2 separate regions of the Mus musculus genome follow, and region 2 is linked to region 1. Evidence: chromatin contacts called from public Hi-C data. All regions are on one chromosome and are shown on one strand. Each heading gives the region's core, a stretch centred on a gene start, on an enhancer-like site or on the middle of the called end of the contact. The rest is flanking DNA. Distances are from core to core; before and after follow the strand shown. Region 1 overlaps Ldlrad3 (low density lipoprotein receptor class A domain containing 3). Region 2 holds the start of Fjx1 (four jointed box 1).

Region 1 (3,192 bases), core at 381-2,880:
CCATCTTTCTGTGGGGTTGGTGTAGTCCAGTGACCTCCCTTTAACCCGCTCACCTCTGCAAGGCTCCTGTCTCCATCTGCAGCTCAGGATTCCAACTCATCATTTTCAGGCACCTCTTGCTCATTTCCACAATGTAACCTGCTCAACAAGCTATGTGTTTTTCAGGAAGGGCACCCAGGAGGAGCTGCCGCCTGCTCCAGGGGTCTGCCATCTTCCTTTCTTTCTTCCTGTCACCATCTTTATGCAGTCAGAACACAGCTCTGCTCTCTCTACAGTATCCCTGTCTTTGCAATCACAACATCCTGTCTGTTCTCTTCTTTCAAGGTCATCTTCCGGAACAACCTTGTGCATGATTGGTCCTGGGTACTCCTTTTGAATTATTCCTGGGACCCTGCTTGTTCATGTCTGTACTTTTGAGCCTTGCTCTCTCACATCCTTTGTAGGTGCTTCAAAGATAAGGACCATTTCTACTTATATTGGCATACTGCAGAACAGACTTCTACAAATGAGTGTACCCATTTCTTTGTACTTTCTTGTAACATGGCTACTAGAAGCCTTTCATTAAATATTTTTGCTTGCTTCATATTTCTGTTGAGCAGCTTTGGTTACTGCTTTCTTCTATCCATCTAGAAAAATCTGCATGGGCCAGCTCCAGCCTGAGGCTGGACGGAATGTTGCTTATCAGATTAAATGGCAGCCTGCTCAAAAGACTTATCTACCAAAGCCCATGAATCAGACTTATTTGGGGAAATAATTTAAACATGTTGACATAAGATCCCCCTGGATTATCCAGGTGATCCACAAAGCCACAGCAAGCATCCTTTAATAAGATCAGGCACACACAGAAGGTGTAATCGTCAGAGCCGGGGCAGAAATTGGACTGATCCATTTATACCAGGATTCCTGGCCACCTCCAGAGAGAAAGGAAAAAACTATACCCCCTTAAATCTTCCAGCAAGAATTCATCTGCCCAGACCCCCACTTTCTATTTCTGTCCTTTGGAACAGTGAGAGGGCAAACATCTGTTGTTTCAGTCACTCAGCTTGTAGTGATTTGTTATGGCAGACCTGGAAAGTAGGAGGCGGTTGTGTCCCCAAACCTGGGCGACACAGAGAGAACTCTGAAGGGTTAAGAGGAAGGGCCGCTGGAATGAGGCGGGATTGCCACAGATCACTAGCTACCTGTTGTTCTAGAAGCCACCAGTGGGATGATTATATGGGGTGAGAAAGTCAGTGGAGAGAGAGTTCCTGTGCATGGTGACTGTGGATGTCTCCGGATGTTGGTGGCTGGACTTTATAAGACAGTCTTTGACTGACCTTTTTTGGGTCATCTTTCTATTTGTATTGTTGGCTAAGGGAATAAGAGGACTGGTAATTCTCATCTGAGAAAGCCCCCCCCCCCCATTTGATGAGAGATCTGTTGTCTTCCTGATGCTCATTAAATACTTGTTAAATTGGATCGCTCTGTTTTTAAGGAAAACAGCATGCCATGCTAGTTTATCTAGAGATTTTGGGCTCCCACCAAGAATTTTATAAAGCGACCTCACACTAATTACAAGATAAACATCTCTAGCCCCACGTGCAGCAGGCTTACTCTGCCAGTGGCCCTGTTTTTGCTTACTGGGAAGAGAAAGAACATTTGTTTGCTGGTCTAGAGTGCAGCAAGCATTTTTACACAGTGATTTTGGTTAATCCTCAGGCTAGGTCTGCAAGTGGTATTATCACCCTGCTTTATAGATAGGGGATCGGGGTCTCTGGTCTCTGAGAGTTGAAGAAACGTGTCCAACTTGCATAGTAAACAGGAGAGCTGAGTCCTATTCAGGCAAGGGGCCTTCTCTCCAAGGGAACCTTCACATAGCGCTAAGTGTGTGCAATAGCATGGAGTGCTTTGGATGGAATTGGGGTGTGTGTCTCCAGTTCCCCACTCTGTCGCCCCTCAAAGCATCACTACATAGGACACCTTGAGGCCATGCTCTTCACTTGGTTCTTGCTGCACCACCCTGCTCTGATGCTGTTTGGTTTTGCTTCTGAGCTTTTCACATGTAGTAGACTCTAGGAGAATATATTTCTGCAGATTCCTGCGGTATCCCTGCTTAGTCCTTGGACTTTCTGGAGATTGGCATGGTAATAGCTAAAACTCTGCCTCTGGGTCTTACAATGATTGACTTTGATGGAAGATATTTTTGTGGAGTTCACTTTGTGGTGTGAGAAGAGAACAGATTCTAGACTATTGCATGGCTAAGGGAAGTGGCAGCGAATCGCATCCCAGATCTCCTGTGTAGAAGGATGGTGTCCGATGGAGATGGTGTTTGATGGTAGGGAGGTGCATATCTCTGAGTCTATGGAGAATACGGTGCTCATGTGGGAAACTCTCGTCCAGGTGAAGAAAAATGTATGTGAAGAAAAATGCAGGCAAGACAGTTTCTGCTCCTTACAGGGCCTTCTGGGTAGATTTGGAGGGTGGCAAATAGCCTAGGAAGGAACATAATTCCTTATGTGATGCTTTATGGACGTTATTGGAACCAACCCTCCCTCTCCTTCTTTTTGTATGGATGTAAAGACATCATTATATAGTGTTGTAAACTTCTTTTTACGAGACTATTCTTGATGCTCAGGTTCAAAGAATGATACAGTTTTATCTTAGAATTGCTCTATTATTTATGGTTAGAGGTTCATATAAGGATGTCTGTTGGATTATGTTTTAGTCAGGACTGTATAGTCCATAGCTGCAGTAACATATTTCTCCTAAAGTTTAATGACTTCACTTGATGACCCTGGAGACTGAATGGGTGGTGTAGAGCAGGGGGGTGGGGCGTGGGGTAGGGCGTTGCTTCTGTTCCCCATAGTTGCTTTGATCCAGTTGGTTGAGGAGCCACTGTCTGGAGCAATGCCACAGCAGAGCTGTGCTGTGCTGTCTCCTTTAGCCTTCGCTTTGTGAGTGATGCCTATCATGTTAGCCCTCACTCCATTGATCAAACTAGGTCCATAGTCCCACCTAACCGTGGAAAGGAAGCGGTTCCCCAGGTCAGTCGGTGAGAATTACCTCCTGTCACGGCTAACACAGTGCCCTGCTATCGAGGAGCTCCTGAGTGACACTCAGTGCTGGGCTAAGAACTGGGTGAAAAGATTGAAGCTTGTGTTCCTCCACATCAAGTGGCTCTCTTCCCCCTCACACCAGACCATCTCACACTTT
Region 2 (3,192 bases), core at 345-2,844, 300 kb before region 1:
AAGCTTGCATGAGGCAAGAAAAAAAAACTTTTTAATGAATTAATATATTGTACTGGATCCATATGGAAGGCACTGTAATCCTTTTATCAGATAAGCACTACAAGAAGCCCCGTGGTTGGGAACACATTTAAGAAAGACCCCACACTTTCAGGTGGCACACAAGGTACCAGTGGGAAAGAAACCCAGGAAGGTGTATGCCTTGGGTCAGCCATGTTTTGGAAGGTTAATGTATCTACTCTGTCACAAACATTTTACATTGTCTACCCTATAACTCCAGAATAAATATACACAGCACAGGCAGATGTAGCCCAGCTGAAACCTCGCATGTGTTCCCAGGAGAGGAATATAGGGAAAGGAAACACACACACACACACACACACATACACACACACAATGTGAAAGAAACCGATTTTAAACTCTGGCTGTAGGACTCGGGGAGGAGTCAGAAGAGAACCTGCTTAGCATACGTACTGTCCTGGGACAGTTCCCTGGCAGTGCCAGCTCTGGCTCTCAGGACCCCTCACGGCTCTGATCTTATGACTAAGAATCTCCAGTTTGAAATATGGGATACAAGAAGGGAAAGGAAAGATTCAGTTTGTTTCCAAGAGATTTGCTGGTAAATTAAATCCAAGAAAGTCTGGAGGAAGATGCATCAGTTTTTATAATGTGTTGGTTTGTTTTTTTCTTCACTGCCCCACTTCCCACTAGTCCTTTTTCCTTTACACTAAACTAGTAAAACAATTGTTTATTTTCCTTTGTTTGGGAGAAATTTATAATTGGGAATAAAGTGACTGACTAAATGACAACTTAAAAACAAGGTGAGAATGTTGACAATAAGTGTTTATATCTATCTAGATATCCCTATCTCTACATATTGAACTTTCTTTAAAATGGGAAAGCCAAGTGGCATGCGACCAGGGGACCTGACTTGGCTGTCCAACTTGCACAGCAAGGTTTAATTCCAAGCATCCCTGAGAAAAGTCACAGAAGTTAACCTCATTGCTCTCAAGCCTGCAATGATCCATACCGGGGAGCTTGCATCTGGAGAGAGGTTATGGGTTCAAAGTCATTGGCTACAGATGGTTCCTCTCCCAGCTGGAGTCACATCCTCTAGGGCTCGAGACTTTCCGGGGAATTTACATAAGCCAGCGTGAATCACACCAAGTGAGGTAGCAAAAGGACTCACCCTGACCCCTGCCTGTACTGCGGTGGGGGGCTGTCTGAAGTTTTCAGATCAGACACAGTCCAAAGGAGGGTACAAGGGGATCATCCCACTCCCAACAAGAGCACCGGACACGCCGCTACTCCCAAGCCCTACAATTGGTCTCTGCCCCCGCCCCCGCTCCGACGCCCCCGCACGGACGCCCTCAGTTCAGCCTCCTCCCCGCCCCGAAGTCCGGGACAGAACGTGGGGCCACCTCTCGCTCCTGGAAGGATCGGTTGCCGCTTTAAGGGGAAGAGGAAGGGAAGGGGCGGGGGAGTGGGGGGCGGGGAGAGGCGGCAGAGGAGGGGGAGGGGGATCCCCCTCGCTCCCACGTGGTCCGGGCGCCTGTGAATCGCGCCCGCCGGAGGGTCTCACAGCGAAATACAAAAGCTGCTGGGAAGCCACGGGGAGGCGAGTTCCCAGCGCCGGGGCAGAGCGCTGGCCAGAGCCCCGCAGCGCTCCGCGGCCGCGATGGGGCTCCGGCACCCGAAGCCCCGGAGCCAGCTAGCAGCCGGGCCCGCCTCGCCGCCCGCACCCGGGCGCCCGGGCTTGGCTTGAAGCGGCGGCGGTGGCACCGGCGCGCCGGCAGGAGCATGGGGAGGAAGATGCGGGGCGCCGCCGCCGCCGCGGGGCTCTGGCTGCTGGCTTTGAGCTCGCTGCTGACGCTGTGGGGAGGACTCCTGCCACCGCGGACCGAGCTGCCAGCCTCCCGGCCGCCCGAAGATCGACTCCCTCCGCATCCGATCCAGAGTGGCGGCCCCGCGCCCGAGCCGCGATTCCCTCTGCCCCCGCCCCTAGTATGGGACGCCCGCGGCGGCTCCCTGAAAACTTTCCGGGCGCTGCTCACCCTGGCGGCCGGCGCGGATAACCCGCCTAGGAGGCACCAGGACGACCGCGGGCGGCACGAGCCCTCCGGGCTGTCCTGGCCAGAGGAGCGCAGGGCGGTGCACGGGGGCGTCTTCTGGAGCCGCGGCCTGGAGGAGCAGGTTCCCCGGGGCTTTTCCGAAGCCCAAGCAGCAGCGTGGCTGGAGGTGGCACGGGGTGCTCGGGTGGTGGCTCTGGATCGCGGGGGCTGCGGACGCAGTTCCAACCGCCTAGCCCGCTTTGCCGACGGCACCCGTGCCTGTGTACGCTACGGCATCAACCCAGAGCAGATACAGGGCGAGGCCCTGTCCTACTACCTTGCGCGCCTGCTGGGCCTCCAGCGCCACGTGCCGCCGCTGGCACTGGCTCGGGTGGAGGCTCGGGGCGCGCAGTGGGTGCAGGTGCAGGAGGAGCTGCGCACCGCGCACTGGACCGAGGGCAGCGTGGTGAGCCTGACGCGCTGGCTGCCTAACCTCACCGACGTGGTGGTGCCCGAGCCCTGGCGATCAGAGGACGGCCGTCTGCGGCCCCTGCGCGACGCCGGGGGCGAGCTGACCAACCTCAGCCAGGCGGAGCTGGTGGACTTGGTACAATGGACCGATCTGATCCTCTTCGATTACCTGACGGCCAACTTTGACCGGCTTGTGAGCAACCTCTTCAGCTTACAGTGGGACCCACGCGTTATGCACCGCGCTACGAGCAACCTGCACCGAGGACCAGGAGGGGCGTTGGTCTTTCTGGACAATGAGGCGGGCTTGGTGCACGGCTACCGGGTAGCCGGCATGTGGGACAAGTATAACGAACCGCTGCTACAGTCGGTGTGTGTATTCCGAGAGCGGACTGCTAGGCGCGTCTTGGAGCTGCACCGGGGTCAGGACGCGGCGGCCCGGTTGCTGCGCCTCTACAGTCGCCACGAACCGCGTTTCCCAGAGCTGGCGGAGCTCTCAGAACCCCACGCTCAGCTGCTACAGCGCCGCCTTGACTTCCTCGCCAAACACATTTTGCACTGCAAGGCCAAGTACGGCCGCCGGCCCGGGGACTTAATAACACTCCGAGGAAGAGAGGGACTGGGGTATGAATGATGGGGGTTAGGGCTGTCTTCTCTGCCACGGGCAACGACCAAC

The links. Hi-C and Micro-C count contacts between places; a contact is called where the count stands out from the background.
Region 2: a Hi-C map of uterus shows a contact between it and region 1, with 2.9 times the contacts expected there. The contact joins the promoter of Fjx1 here to the enhancer-like site in region 1. A contact is called at or near these places in 5 of 39 promoter capture datasets (3T3-L1-derived adipocytes, the C10 cell line, hippocampal neurons and 1 more), 1 of 15 datasets of contacts at CTCF or cohesin (large pre-B cells), 3 of 484 Hi-C or Micro-C datasets (the HPC-7 cell line, nephron progenitors and uterus), 15 of 115 datasets of contacts at active chromatin or transcription factors (T-cell acute lymphoblastic leukemia, astrocytes, craniofacial prominence and 11 more) and 2 of 9 other capture datasets (adipose tissue and liver).

What each region holds. Positions count from the first base shown.
Region 1 is chr2:102,149,774-102,152,965 of GRCm38.p6, reverse strand. All of the region lies in intron 1 of Ldlrad3 (low density lipoprotein receptor class A domain containing 3), which reads left to right. Among named protein-coding and RNA genes, the nearest start is that of Ldlrad3, 35 kb to the left of the region's middle. Within about 2 kb of position 1,630, at least 4 of the 459 cell types and tissues checked have an H3K27ac peak or open chromatin away from gene starts, as enhancers often do. A contact at or near this core is called in kidney and uterus, where this site is marked.
Region 2 is chr2:102,450,194-102,453,385 of GRCm38.p6, reverse strand. Fjx1 (four jointed box 1) reads left to right here and starts at 1,594. Exons shown (of 1, transcript NM_010218.2): 1 at 1,594-3,192. The coding sequence starts at 1,798. The coding sequence ends at 3,150.